Regions from separate parts of the Sus scrofa genome. Here region 2 is linked to region 1. A link is a contact called in public Hi-C data. All regions are on one chromosome and are shown on one strand. The core of a region is the stretch at or near the end of the contact, and the rest is flanking DNA. Distances in the headings are between cores, read along the strand shown.

The links. Hi-C and Micro-C count contacts between places; a contact is called where the count stands out from the background.
Region 2: a Hi-C map of liver shows a contact between it and region 1, with 1.6 times the contacts expected there. The contact joins the enhancer-like site here to the promoter of ZNRF1 in region 1. A contact is called at or near these places in 3 of 5 promoter capture datasets (fetal liver, liver and skeletal muscle), 17 of 47 Hi-C or Micro-C datasets (alveolar macrophages, blood, embryonic fibroblasts and 7 more) and 2 of 2 datasets of contacts at active chromatin or transcription factors (alveolar macrophages and skeletal muscle).

Annotation. Positions count from the first base shown.
Region 1 is chr6:12,664,000-12,671,431 of Sscrofa11.1, reverse strand. ZNRF1 (a long non-coding RNA gene) reads left to right here and starts at 2,625. Exons shown (of 5, transcript XR_002344499.1): 1 at 2,625-3,703.
Region 2 is chr6:12,601,361-12,608,792 of Sscrofa11.1, reverse strand. The region is part of intron 1 of ZNRF1 (a long non-coding RNA gene); the gene reads left to right. It also overlaps the pseudogene LOC100736686. Among named protein-coding and RNA genes, the nearest start is that of ZFP1, 56 kb to the right of the region's middle. Within about 2 kb of position 2,587, at least 26 of the 83 cell types and tissues checked have an H3K27ac peak or open chromatin away from gene starts, as enhancers often do. A contact at or near this core is called in alveolar macrophages, fetal liver, liver and 4 more, where this site is marked.

The DNA.
Region 1 (7,432 bases), core at 1,376-3,875:
TCTGCTGAGCCATGGCGAGAACTCCCTCCATTTTCTTTCTTCAGGGAGGAAGTTGGGTTAAACTTAAACTTTCTTGTTTTTCTTCTGATGACTCATTTGGATCTTAGGTGTACACAAGTTCCCCATATAGGCACCCACAGATAAATTCCTGGGTATTAAAACATCTTTTTCCTATGTTATTTCTCATTCAGAAATCTCAACTTTGTTCTACAGGGCTTTTTGCTCACCTCCAAGCACTCCCTGCTTGAAAAAAGCCTCTCTCCTCCTTCCTGTTTCTTTTTTTTTTGTCTTTTTGCTATTTTGTTTGGGCCGCTCCCGCGGCATATGGAGGTTCCCAGGCTAGGGGTCGAATCGGAGCTGTAGCCCCCGGCCTACGCCAGAGTCACAGCAACGCAGGATCCAAGCCACGTCTGTGACCTACACCACAGCTCACGGCAACGCTGGATCGTTAACCCACTGAGCAAGGCCAGGGACCGAACCTGAAACCTTATGGTTCCTAATCGGATTCATTAACCACTGCGCCACGACGGGAACTCCCTCCTTCCTGTTTCTTTCCAAGCTGGTCCTACGGGGGCAATTAATACCTATGATGGACCAACCTTTCTTTCTTTCTTTTTTTTTTTTTTTTTTGGCTTTTGTCTTTTTAGGGCCGCACCTGCAGCACATAGTTTCCCAGGCTAGGGGTCTAATCAGAGCTACAGCTGTCGGCCTACGCCACAGCAACACGGGATCCAAGTCACGTCTGCAACCTACACCTGAGCTCAACACGACGCTGGATCCTTAACCCACTGGGTGAGGCCAGGGATCAAACCCGCATCCTCATGGATGCTAGTCAGGTTTGTTAACCACTGAACCAAATGGGAACCTCAAGACCAACCTTTCTTTTACTGGTTTTCTTTCAATATTTCTTTACACCTTGTTTCGACTCTTTTTTTTTTTTTTTTCTTTTCTGGACTGCACATGTGACATATGGAAGTGCCCAGGCTAGGGGTCAAATCAGAGCTGCAGCTGCCGGCCTATGCCATAAGCCACAGCAACGTGGGATCCAAGCTGAGTCTGTGACCTACATCACAGATCACAGCAAAGCCAGATCCTTAACCCACTGAGTGAGGCCAGTGATCCAACCGGCATCCTCATGGTTCCTAGTCAGATTCGTAACCTGCTGAGGCACAAAGGGAACTCCCTTGTTTTGACTCCTTGATTGGGAAATATCTGGGGGACATTTAGAGCAAGGAAGTCAGGCCAGGAACTAAATGATGCTCATAGCCAGCACTCAGCATTTGATAGATACTGAGCTTTCCCTGTAGCGCAAACAGGATCCATGGCTGCACTGGCGGCTTTGCAGCTATGTGTGTGGGGTGTGTGGATTCAAGCCCCTGCCCCCAGCAATGGGTTAAGGATCCAACATTACTGTAGCTGTGGCATAGATTGCAACTCTGGCTCAGATTCAATCCCTGGTCCAGGAACTCCACACGCCACCCGTGGCCAAAAAAGAAAAGAAAAGAAAAGGTGCTGAATGAATGAATGAATGAATGTTAGTGAGAATAAGAGAGATTGCAAAATTCAGACTTGGTCAGCAAATCTTTATTGAGTACCGGCTCTGTGATAGACCCTGTGGTGCATGCCAAGATAAATGGTGAACAAAACAGGGGTCCCACCGTGAACTAGAGTGTTTCTAAAATCACTAGTTCTAGCTGTATTATTCCATCTCATGTCCATATCTTTTCACTTTTTATCATACATCTAATGATCATCAGAATCACATTTTAGCTAAGGAATCTATCCATTTGATTAAGGACAAAATAGAAAGTTCTGATCTACTGTCAGCAAAAACTGGAGTCACAAGGGCCCCGGTGCTCCATTTACCCCCAACAACTAAGAATTCCCCAAATGCTAAGTTTCCTGATTTTTTTTTTTTTTTTTTTTTTTTTTTTTTTTGCCTTCTCTAGGGCCGCTCCCGCGGCACATGGAGATTGCCAGACTAGGGGTGAAATCGGAGCTGTAGCCACCGGCCTACGCAGAACCACAGCAATACAGGATCCGAGCCGCGTCTGCGACCTACACCACAGCTCACGGCAATGCCAGATCCCTAACCCACTGAGCAAGGCCAGGAATCGAAGCCGCAACCTCATAGTTCTTAGTCGGATTCGTTAACCACTGCGCCACAGCGGGAACTCCTAAGTTTCCTGATTTTTAGGGGTTCTTGGATGAGGAACCTCAGATAGAACGCATAGCATGTCCACCAGAGGGTGCTGTGGGGGCAAATTTGCGCCGGGTGGGGAGCTTGACCGCTGACCCTCAGAGCCAGGTAGGCGTCTCGAGTAATTTTTTTTCTTCCTTGGGTTTCCTTCCCACCCCTGGAACCATGGCCGCCCCTCGCCCCCCAGGTAGGTTCCCTCCTTTCCCAGTAAGCGGCTACTTTCGGGGGCTTAAAGAGTGCTTGCTTTGAAAAGACGCCTAGCTTTTGGTCCCGACGCCCCATGGCTCAGGCCCCTCAGGTCAGGGCGGATTGGGTGGGTGGGACTTCTCGGGCGCCCGCGGCCTTGCGCCGCAGGGGCGGGGAAAGGGTTAACCCGGCGGGAGGGGGAGGGGGGAGGGGGCGCGGGCCGCGCCTGCGCTCTGCCGCCCTCCATTGTCTCCACGGCGGCGAGGAGCGCCGGAGAGCGCAGTCCCGGACCAAGCAGGGCGGCGCGGCTCGCCGGGAAGGCGGCGGCTGCTGGAGCGGGCGCGACGCGACGCTATCACCGCTTCCCGAGCTCTGTCTGGCCTCCCAGCGCCGCGGCCCTCCCGAGGCCTGGAGGGGTCCGGGCCGCCGTCCATGGTCGCGGCGTCCTGAGGCGGGGGACGCGCCCGGCGCCCCCAGCCCTCCTCCGCCTCCTGCTTTCGGGCGGGCGGCCTCCTCCGGCGCCTCCCTGCGCCCGCCCGCCTGCTCGCCCGCCGCCTCCCTCCCTCCTTCCCTGCGGCTCCCCCGGCTTTCGGGAACCCGGGGGCGGCCTGTGGCGCGCCGAGCCCGCGGCGGACTGCGCCTCTTTGGACCTTGAGGGGAAACATGCGTTTGGCTTGGATCGGTTTAAATTCTTAGTTTGGGATCCCCGCCCGCCTGCCTCTTCCGCCCCGCGGGTTTTCTTTTCTCTTTTTCTTTTTTTTTGTCCTTTTCCACCTCCCAGTCTCCTTTTTGACTCCCTCCCCCTTTATGCTCGCCCAACCCTCCCCCGGTTGCTGAGAAGTGGGGGAGGGTCTCGGCCTCCAGGTTCCCGCCCCACCGGGGCCCGGGCGAGCATGGGGGGCAAGCAGAGCACGGCGGCTCGTTCTCGGGGCCCCTTCCCTGGGGTCTCCACCGATGACAGCGCCGTGCCCCCGCCGGGAGGGGCGCCCCACTTTGGGCACTACCGGGCAGGCGGCGGGGCCATGGGGCTGCGCAGCCGCTCGGTCAGCTCGGTGGCGGGCATGGGCATGGACCCCAGCACGGCCGGGGGGGTGCCCTTTGGCCTCTACACCCCCGCCTCCCGGGGCACCGGCGACTCGGAGAGGGCGCCCGGCGGCGGAGGGTCGGCGTCCGACTCCACCTATGCCCACGGCAATGGTTACCAGGAGACGGGCGGCGGTCACCATAGAGACGGGATGCTGTACCTGGGCTCCCGAGCCTCGCTGGCGGATGCTCTACCTCTGCACATCGCACCCAGGTGGTTCAGCTCGCACAGTGGTGAGTCTGCGGGTGGTGGAGGCCTCGGAGGGTGGAGTTCAAGGGAGGGCGCGCCGGGGCGCCCCACACCTTCGCGCGCGTGCGGGGATTTGGAGGTGGAGTGCGCGACCTGAATCTGTCTTCCCTTTGATTCCCGAAGCCAAGGGATGAATGGGATCCCTACCCTATAGAAAAGAGGCTTCCTGAGAGGCTGCGGAGCTGGGCGTATTAGGACTTCAGGCGTTGGTTCACTTGTGGATGCTTATTCAAGTCCCATTCATTGGCATCCTCAGCCTCAGAGAGGTCTGGTCTGGCTTTATAGCAAGTCGGCCTGGGTGCTTCCTTTCTTTTCCTGCTGCATTGTGCTTGCCTTACCTGGAACAGAGAGAGGGGTCCAACTTGACCAAGCGATGTCTCCCAGACAAAGAGTGCGAAAAGAAAGAAAATTGGGGCCAAGTGATGTTTGGATTAGGACTCTTGATTTTGCTTGGAGAAGGGAGGGGGTGCCCAGTGTTGCCACCCTGCTGGAAATCTGTTTGAATTCTTTAAAACTGAGTGGCCACCAGGCTGTTGGCATTAGACAGGTGTGGCCTGCCGGGTGGAGGGCCCAGCCAAGGGAGCCTCCCTCACAGGCTTTGCGGGACCAGGGCTCTCGTTACCTGCGATGCGTGCAGTAGGCTTGTCTTAATGACTCTTGCATCCCTCCATCTTTTTTCTTCCCCTCCGTGCTAAGTGCTAGGCCTTCCAGGTATTCTGCATCTTTCTGTAACCAAGAGGTGGTATTTTATTGCCCGGCTGTTGACACATGTCAGGGGAAAGAAGGATTCAGAGAACCTGGATGAATTTATTTTTTGAACTTCTGGTGACTGGTCAGCTAAAAGCTGGAGGAGATTTTCCCAGGCTCTAACTAGCAGGGCAGAAAAGGCAGTGGCAGGAGCTTCTGGAGGAAAACAGGTCTGTCTGCTTAGCTAATCTGAAAAGCCAGGTTAGGCTTCTGAAAAATTGGTCGGAAGGGGTGTGGGGCCACTATTTACTAATTGGCACATTGGAGTGAAGAAGTTAACATCTTCAGACTCCTTTGAGAGATTTCAGGAAATTTAGATACCATGCTGAAGAGAGATTGCTTTATGGAGGATTTATCTGTTAGATCACTGTTCTAGCTATTGTGAAATACGGTAGATTTTTTTTATCTCTATTTCTGGAAACAGTCTTGATATTTTTTCAATTCTTTAAGCTAATTGTGAAATAGCTTGCGGGGAGAAATAGTGACGAATGTAAGGTTACACTTGAAAGTGGCTTTTAATTGCTAGGATGGAATTTTAATCCCTGAACAGACCTCTGGATATCATTGGAGCTTCTCTGACCTGCATCGAACTCTGCCCTGAATGAGACGCAGGGCATTTTCAAACATTTGCTCAGCTTTAGACCTCTTGGAATTAGTCATCTTTATTATAAAATTTGGTCCAGAAAGGGTCAGCTGTATTTTGAGTTGACTGTAGTTACGTTTTTAAAAGAACTGTCATTAGTGTCTGATTTTAAGCTGAAAAGGGCTGTAAGAAGGTCCTCAAAATTCACAGAATTTTGTGTGTTGCAGAACAAATGTAATCTTACAGAGATTTGTCTGGAGAAGGAGTTCTCTTTTTGCTTAAATTTGTCTGTCTCTTACTAGAAACTTCTTTTCCATGTTCAACCACCAGGTTCCATGCTGAAGTTATGAGCTTACGATTCGATTTCCAAAATTCAGACTCCTCAGCTGTAAGACCTCAATTTTTTTCTAGTCTGTTTGTAGTGAGGTTAGGAAGAGTCACTAACCAGGGACTATAGAAAAAGGTGGAGCACGTTCATCCTTTGGGGGATTAATATTAAAGTGGGGAGATGGTGCTGCTATTAATATTTTGGGTGATAAAGTCTTTAGTCTAACGCTCTACCAACTGAGCTCTTTGAGTTACTCTGGGTAACACAGTCTTTGTAGAACCGTCCCTTTCTTTTGTAGAGCATTGAACATACCTACCCCTGTGCACCAAATGCCCCCCAAATTTCCAAGTACTCTTGGTGGGGCTGGGGTATCACCTCATTGAGAACCACTGCCTTGGAGATCTGTTGTTTGGTTCACATAAAGTAATTAGTTTTTTTCTGTGCAGCTTGTTTCAGAGGAACTTTCATGTTTCCGCTCTTCTGCAATGATGGTTCTGTCTCACCTTCTGAAACAGGCCACGGGCTCTTCCTTCCAGGACATCCCTTTCCTCTCTTGTTCATTGCTTTTAAGAAGAGCAACTGGTTTCAGTTTTTGGAACCTTTGAATAAGGTCTGGGCAGTTTTCGATCTTGTATCCGAAGAGTAGAAGAGTAATGGTTTCAGTGCACCGTTGACCACATGCCTGGAAGTTGATGTGATGGTGTCGCTTACGTTTTCAAGGAGTTTTGGGGGTTCTTCATGGACCCAGGAAACCGTTTGCAGTGAAGTACCTCGGGGGGTTAAGTGTGCACAAGGCTTCCGCAAGGGGAGTGAGCAAGCAGATGTTGTGACAGGAGGTAGAATACTGGGGTCCCAGCTCTTGCTTGGAGGAGCTATGACCTTGGACAAGACACCTCACCTCTCTTGAGCCTTATCTTTGTTATTTTTAAAACACAAAGCCAGCCAGCCTGTACTGTTTGTTCCCCAAATCCTGTGAGGATACAGAGCAGTCGCATTTGCTTTCTCGCACCTTGTTCTTAACACTTCGCTCGGCTGTGACCCTTGCACACCTTGTTCCCTCAGCCTGGAAAGCTTTTCTTTCCATTCTGTGTTACACGGGTTGTCTTTTTTTTTTTTTTTTTTTTTTTTTGCATTTTAGGGCCCCACCCTCAGCCTATGGAAGTTCCCAGACTAGGCGTCAAATCAGAGCCACAGCTGGCGGCCACAGCTCCTCGGTATCAGAGCGGCAACTGCGACTTGCACCACAGCTCACGGCAATGCCGGATCCTTAACCCACTGAGCGAGGCCAGGGATCCAACCCACATCCTCATGGATGCTTCTCGGTTTCATTAACCCCTGATCCACGCCGGGAACTCCCATGGGTAGTCTTTTATGATCTGTGAGGACTCCACTTAAGTTTCTCCTCAGAGGCCACTCTTAAACATTGGCTCCCTCCTGTCAACCTCTTCAGTTACTTACCTGTTACCTTAATAGTACTTCACATACTTGATAAGTATATTATTTAGCAGTTTACTCTGTTTAATTCGACTAAGACTTCAGCTCTCTGAGAGCAAGATATGCCTCTTGGCCACTATTGTAACTCTGGCACTCTGTGTGCCGGCAGAAATATTTGTTGAGTGAATAACTGTGAGTGCCTTATGGCCATTATCTCCTTGAATTATCACTGTAACTCTACGAGGTAGAATGTTTTTATTCTCCTGTTTCGGGAGAGGACACTGAGATGTAGAGGGAGGTTAGGGAACCCACACAGGGCCAGGGATCTAGTAGGTGGCAGAGCCGGGATTGCAGCGCAGGTCTGTCAGTATCAGAATCCACCTGGTCTCTTAAGCATTACCCCCTCCTGCCTCTCATCCTAAAATGCAGGGGAACTGGGTAGCAGCCTGGAACTTGCACTGGCCTGCACATCAAGGAGGGCCAGACTCCTTTCTGGTTTAGGCTGCTGATTAACCGCCTGCCTTGTGACTTTGTGCAAGTGAGTGGTTTAGCCTCAGAGTCGTCATTTCTCCACCTGTAAGATGGAGATAACACCTGGCCTGTTTATCTTGCGGGTCGCTG
Region 2 (7,432 bases), core at 1,338-3,837, 63 kb after region 1:
AAACAAGTAGTATTTCCTCAGTAAAGACATTTGCTAGCCAGTGGCCCAGAGCCATCCCTAAGCTGCTCAGAATTGAGGTCCAGCTCTTTGCTGCATGGCAGGTTATATTTATATGTAATCAGGACTATTTGCTGTTTTGGAAAATTCTAAGGGCTGCAGCCGTTTAGGTAGTAACAGCTGATGGTTAATGCTATAGGTCCGCCTCCTCATTTCACTTCAGAAGTCTTTTTTTTTTTTTTAATATCTGTTTGAAGTAAGAGGATCCAAAAGGGTGAATTGGAATCTTCCTCTTTAGAGGTCAGGGCTTGCAGACGTTGACCGTGACAGGATCTGTCTCCTTCCATAGGTCCCAGTGGCGGTAATGTTAGTTCACAGATCCACTGGTGGCTCTGGCCAGAGGCCCTGAAATACGGTCTTGGGCTGACAGTTCCATCATTTTCGGTGACGTACTGCTAGTAGGTTCTAGTGGTCATGAACAGAGCAGGTGTGAAAGTGTACCTGATGTTGGGGTTTACCTGTCTTGGTTCCTCTTTAGCCAGAATGGGACTGTATGCTTGTACCAAGAGGTGAAAGTGCTGAAGCGCACAAGCAGTGTGTGGGCGGAGAGATCACCGAGTACTAGGCTCATGCGAGAGCCTACACCCGTGGCACATGGAAGGTCCTGGGCCAGGGATCGAATCTGAGCCGCAGCTGTAAACTGCGCCCCTGCAGTCAGGTTCTGTGGCACAGTGGGAACTCCTGGAGGAGACTTAATACCACTGAGTTCAACCATCCACCTTGGGAATCCTCCTGGAGAAGCAACTCCAAAACCCAGAGCTCTCCAGCTGTAGCCATTTTATTACCAGAAGAATAAGGCCACGGGACTGCAGGGCACAGACAGCCATCCGTCATTTTTGTAGTTAACCAAAGTGAGAATGAGTCAGCGGCACTCCTGGTTTACTGCATCTGCATCGCCGAGACAGTTGACGTCCTGATTTGTTCAGAGATGAACTTCCCGGCAGGCGGGCAGGCGTGTGTGCGGTTCTTGGAATGGCACCCCGGTGAATGTCTGGGTCCTTGCAGGGCTGGTGCCTGTGGCCTCGGCTGTGGCGGGGGGGTGGGTAGGGAGGGAATGCCGCTGGGCTCCACCCCTTAGACCCTGGCTTTTGTTTTAAACTTGCCCGTTTTCTCAGGAAAACTCGCCTGGCCCAGTGCTTTCCTTCAGTCCCATGGCATCCTCCCGTTCAGGAACCCGAGTTGCTGGAACTCAAGGTTTAGGGTGCTTGTGATGGTGACATTTCTCCTTACGGAGTCCGCCTCTGTATTTTCTTTCAGATTTGTTCAGAATCTCCTGGGTTTTCCTTCATTCAGAGCCCAGTGGCTCCAGGGCTGCTTTGAAAGTCTCCACCCTGCCAGCCTCCTCCTCCTTCCCCCCCTCCTTTGACTCCCATGTAACTCATGTGCTCGTTTTGTGTGTTTTCGTGCCAGGTGGGTTTCTGATCTAAACAGAATGTTGTGGGCTTGTTCCAGTACAAATATAGATGGCGACAGAGTTTTGTTGTACTGTTTGCTCAGCGAGAATCACCAGGTTAGATCAATACCTGGAGATTTTTTAAAATGACTTAATTTGGTCCTGGATTGAGAGGGGCTAGAGGAAGACAGACCCCTCAGTCTTGAGGCTAGAGTGCCTTCCTTTAGCTGGGTGGGAGCTTGGTTGGCTCTGGGCAACAGGATGACCAGATGCTGGTCTTGCCTGTGCTTCCTCTGGGTCTCCATCACCTTTGAACCTTCTAGTTCTAGTTCCAAAGTCAAAAGTCTTAGGAAGCAGAATGGAAAATACCTTTACAGGAGAAAGTGAAAACTTCATCCGCAAGGGATTTGTCACCATTGGCCTTGGGTTGGTCCCCTGCAGGCGCTTTGCAAAGTATCTGGTTCTGCCTGACTGCCTTGGGATCTACTGTCTTAGCCTCTAGCTGTGTGTGGAGGGGTAGGGACCAGCGCTGTTGTAAACCCCTCAGCAGATGTGGGGACCGAGAGAGGAGAACCTCTGTTCTGCCCCTGCTGCTTGACCCTGCTTGCCTTTTCTTTCTCTGTAGGGGTTTGTAGATCTGACGATAGCCTAGGGCTGTCCTCTTAGGTGGGCTGTCCTCATCAGTGGTGTACAGCTTTTTCCTTTTTTGGCTTTCAGTAGCATTGTGGCAAAGGACACTCTGAGAATAACTCCACAGTAACAGTTAAGTCCAAGGATTATTTCCCCATACTTGCTGGCCCAGCCCCACCACAGGCAGCGGAAACAAGAGGAAGGAAAGTGGCCAAGACCTCACAAAAGAGTGAGAGACATGGTTCAAGACGGGGGTAACTTGAAGGGCAGTTGGAGCCCTGCTGGGAAGTGGGGGTCCCAACCCTGCCTGTTGCACTTGAGCCCAAGCAGGCAGCAAATCTCACACCACTGCTTTGGGCACGAGCGTTTGGATTGAGTTTGGTAGCTTGGTAAGTGGTCAGATGGCAGTAGCTAGTACTATTTATGCTCGTTCTGTGTGCAGCTGTGGCTGGTGGAATCCAGGAAGATTGTTCCCTTCCCTTTTTTACTTTTTACTCCTTTTTTTTTTTAAACGGGCCTTGCCTGCAGCATAAGGAAGTTCCCTGGCAGGGGATCAAACCCCGTACCACAGTGGTGACTCAAGCCAGAGCAGTGACAGCTCCAGATCCATAGTCCACTGGGCCCCAGAGAACTCACCTTTTTTCCTTTAAATAAATCAAGTCTCTTCACCCAGAAGTTGTACCACATTTTCTGCACACCTGCATTGAGGTTTACCCTTGATCTGGTTCCGAGCTAAAGCATCCCAGGGGTGCTGCCCACTAGGCTTTTCATGTTTGGATGTAAATGAGCAGATATAGGCCTTGATCTCCAGCTGTGTGAGCATTTGCATGAGCCTTTGGGAGAGGAAGCCCTCAAAATGTCCCAGACCTGCTGCCATAGGAAGAGCCCACTCTTGGGACCGTTTTTTAGACACCAAGACTCATTATAGACACTTGGTGGTTACCTTTCCTGTTGCAGGCTTGGCATCACATACCTGTAGGATTTGAAAAAGAACAGCACAGTAAATCAAGATGAAGCATAATAAATCTCTGACACTGTGAGGGTATCAGAGAAAACTGGTCTTTTTATTTTTGTTTGTGGTGAAATGGCTTGGATCACCTAGAAACCAGCCTTTCTGCCATCAAAAGACTCTGGGTTCTTGAAGTTTGTTCTTAGGTCTTATTTGATCTTCCCAGTTCTTAAGTCCAATGCCTTAGCCACTCGGCCATTCTGGTACCCTTGATCTTCCCAGTTCTTAATGTGAACAGAAAGTATTTGGAGCCAGAAGTTTTGAGTTTTTTTATTGTCCCCGTAATGGTTGGAAATTGCGTAAATCAGTTTTTTTTTTTTTTTTTTTCTTTTGTCTTTTTTTGAGGGTCGCTCCCGCAGCATATGGAGGTTCCCAGGCTAGGGGTTGAATCGGAGCTGTAGCTGCCAGCCTATGCCACAGCCATAGCTACACCAGATCTGAGCCGTGTTTGCAACCTATACTACAGCTCATGGCAATGCCAGATCCTTAACCCACTGAGCAAGGCCAGAGAATCGAACCCGCAACCTCATGGTTACTAGTCGGGTTCGATAACCACTGAGCCAGATCCACATAAATCAGTTTTAAAATGGGCTAAAGATCTTAACACCGATAGATTTGACTGCTACCCTGTCTCCTTCAGGGCTGTGTTTCTTTTTCATCTGCCCCTTGGAAGTCGTACTGCTTCTGTTCTTTCCTGTTCCTGCCTCCTCCCCTCCGCCTTCTATTTCTCCCATCCCTTCTTTGCATTTACCAAGTCCAGCAGCGTAGAGTGTTTGGGCAGGGTTATATGACTCAATTCTCTCTGTGCCCTTGAGCACCGGGACCGTGAACTCCACCCTCGCACACCAGCGTCACAGGAGAGTTTAGGAGTCCAGACACCTGGATTTTAGTCCCGGCTGCACCCTTGTTTGCGGGCAAGACTTCTGAGGTCATCTCTTCATTTCTGCTCTATACTGTGCGGCTGCTGGAATGTCTTTAACTATGTGAGGGGGAGGCTGAGAAAGTGAGGCAAGACGATCTCAATGAGGTTGCCCCAGGGTGACCTCCCCTCAAGGCTCCTGATGAATTCAGACCTGCAGCTGCGCCGTGGACCCCACAGGCTTTGTGACGGCTCAGTCAGACTGGGGAAGAGGCCATGAAGAGTGTGGGACTTCACCGTTGATTCCTGGACCTGAGTTTAACCGCCACTCCACCAGCTTTCTTAGGAGAATTAATCATCCCTCCGCCAGCTTGGTTTAAAGTATTGCCTTTAGGAGTTCCCGTCGTGGCGCAGTGGTTAACGAATCCGACTAGGAACCATGAGGTTGCGGGTTCGGTCCCTGCCCTTGCTCAGTGGGTTAACGATCCGGTGTTGCCGTGAGCTGTGGTGTAGGTTGCAGACGCGGCTTGGATCCTGCGTTGCTGTGGCTCTGGCGTAGGCCAGTGGCTATAGCTCCGATTAGACCCCTAGCCTGGGAACCTCCATATGCCGCGGGAGCGGCCCAAAGAAATAGCAAAAAGACAAAAAAAATAAAAAATAAAAAATAAAGTGTTGCCTTTAAGGAATCAGCTTTGTCACAGCTTCTCACCTGGCCGAGGCCTTTTGATGAAAATTGGCCTAAGGGTAGTATTACCTCGGGGAGGCTCCCCTTCCGAAGAGCCTGGCTGCTGAGACAGTGGAAGACACTGGTTTATGTTGTATTTCCCCCAAGTGAATCTGTGAAAGAAACATAAAATTAGGTTATAGTTTTGACTTGACAAAATATCAGTGTTCTCGCTGTTACACTCCTTAGAAAGATCTAAGCAAATGTCTGTTCAGTGACTTCAAAAGAATCGAGACAGTTTAAAGAACCTCCTTTGACAGACCTGTTATATCTCATTTATAATAACATGCTCAGAACCTTATTTGTTTAAGAGCATCTCAGACGAAGGTAACAAATGCCTTGTAGTTGTTCCATTAGGAATCACTTGGGGGGTTGGCGTTATCAGAGGCAGGCACCCCGTGTCTCTTCAGAAAGTACGTTTCTTAATCACGAGAGAAATCCTGCTCCTTTCTAGGCTTCTCTGAAGGAAGCTGAAGTTCCCACCTGCAGCAGCTCAAGGTCAGTGCTTTGACCTTTTGCTAAAGTTGACAGTTGCTGAAGTGAGATGAATTATTTATCAGAAAGCATCATTTAAAAGAGCTAAGTAAAAGGGAGTATACCTACGGCATACGTCTTTACCTTTTCATAGCAGCTTTGGCTGCATGTGCCTAAGTTCTTTGTGAGTGTCTCTCCTTTAGGTCATTGTGGGTGATGGAGGCCTCATGAGGGGAGTTTGGGGGAAAGATGCTGCATGGTGGTTCATGGAGAGGTGTCAGAGGAGGAGGAGTCTTCTGAAGTAGAACAGTCAGCATGTGACTAGCAAGTATCTCCTTGCCTTTTCTAATAGAACCCCCCTCCCCTTTTTTATTTTATTTTATTTTATTTTATTTTTGTCTTTTTTTGCTATTTCTTGGGCCGCTCCCGTGGCATATGGAGGTTCCCAGGCTAGGGGTCTAATTAGAGCTGTAGCTGCCGGCCTACGCCAAAGCCACAGCAACGCGGGATCCGAACCGTGTCTGCAGCCTACACCACAGCTCACGGCAACGCCGGATCATTAACCCACTGAGCAAGGGCAGGGACCGAACCCGCAACCTCATGGTTCCTAGTCGGATTCGTTAACCACTGCGCCACGACAGGAACCCCCCCTCCCCCTTTTTAAACAGGGGTATCAATTCTGAAAATACTTCAGAACCTTTACAATATGTGAGGCCTGGAGGTGCTCGTCTCCCTTAGTTCACCTGGGAATAGTACATTGTTCCTCAGGGACAGGTGAACCCAAGGTCCTTCCTGAAATGAAATCATTGCTAACGTTGAATCTGTAAGCCTTAGAACCAGAAGGACTCTTAGAGGCATAACCCAGTCACCTTGCTTTACAGGTGAAAAAGTAGAGACTCAGAAATGTCAAGATTTAGTCCATGTCAAACATAGACCCTTGATGAGAAGGCGCATGTTTCAGCTCCCTGCTTAGAGCCTTTTGCACCACACAGGCCGCAGCCTGGGCATGGGAGCTGGAAGATAGACAAGGAGTGCCTTCAGGGAGGTGGGGAAGGAGCCTCGGACCTGGGTGGGGGTGATGGTGAGGGGTGTTCACATTCCTGGAGGCCTGGGGTAGATTCCAGCCTAGATGGGGGTGGGCATTGACAGCCAGGCTGCACCTGCTTTTACTTTCACCTTATCCCCCTTCTCGGATTCCCTTCCCACCGCACCCCACCCTGCTGGGTTCACCATTTGTCTTGAATAGGAAAATATATGGTGGCATTTCATTGGTATATTTTGAATTTCACCCCAAAGATCTTGATGTATTCTTGAAAGTGTTTGGATTAATAAATGAATGCAGGCACCATGCTTGGGAGATCACAAGCCTTCATCTCTCTGACAGCCACACAAAGTGGCTTGTCCCCTGCTATTCAGCGTAGCTGATTAGGGAAGGACCTGTTCCTACCAGAATCCAGATGAGGGGAGGATACTCATAGAGGCACAAAGAGTCACTGCTTTGTCCTCAGTATGAAGGTGGGGGACAGGTTGGCTGCTCCCTCCCCGAGTGTGTCTGCCCCCCCCCCCCATGCGGGACTAGAGGGGGGGTGGAGTTGGCCAGCTTAGGGTTTTTGTTCAAACATGGATTCCTTTCCCGTTATCCTCACAGGTTTTCCTTTGTATTTCTAGGTCACCCACAGGAGTAAACTAAAACTCAGCTACTCTGTCCTTGACCGAACGGGAGAGACAAGGCAGAGTGTTGGCGGCTTGCTTTATTCCCCCCCCCCACCCCCGTCTGCATCTCTCTGTTGCCCTGAGGTCAGTCTGCCTGGGTTGGGACCTCATCTCCAATCATTCAAACCTGTCTGACCTTCCTCTCCCTGTGCCTCAGTTTCCTTACCTTAAAGTAGGAAAAATAATGGTGCCCAGCACGGGCATTCAAGGGGTTGAGTGCAGAAAAGCAATAAGGGGCCCAGGGCCTGTGCCAGGCACAGCCCCGGACACTAGGCCCCTGTTCTCATTGTCCTTCCCTCCTCCTGCCCCTCCTGGGCGGATGGAAACACTAAGTGAGCAGCAGACTCGGGCTGCTCTTGGCTGTTCTTGCAGCACTTGGCACCGGTGTGTCTTCCATCACGGAGAGCTGAAGAGGCTCTGGGGAAGGACTGACTGCCCCACGCTCCCCTTGGCTCGCTGGGCATCCTTCCTGGGTGCCACATGTGCCGTCCTGTGCCCCACAGAGGGCTCACAGAAAGGCGCTTGCACCACCAGCCAGCGTGTCGGGCTCAGAGCTGGCCGAGCAGGAGCACA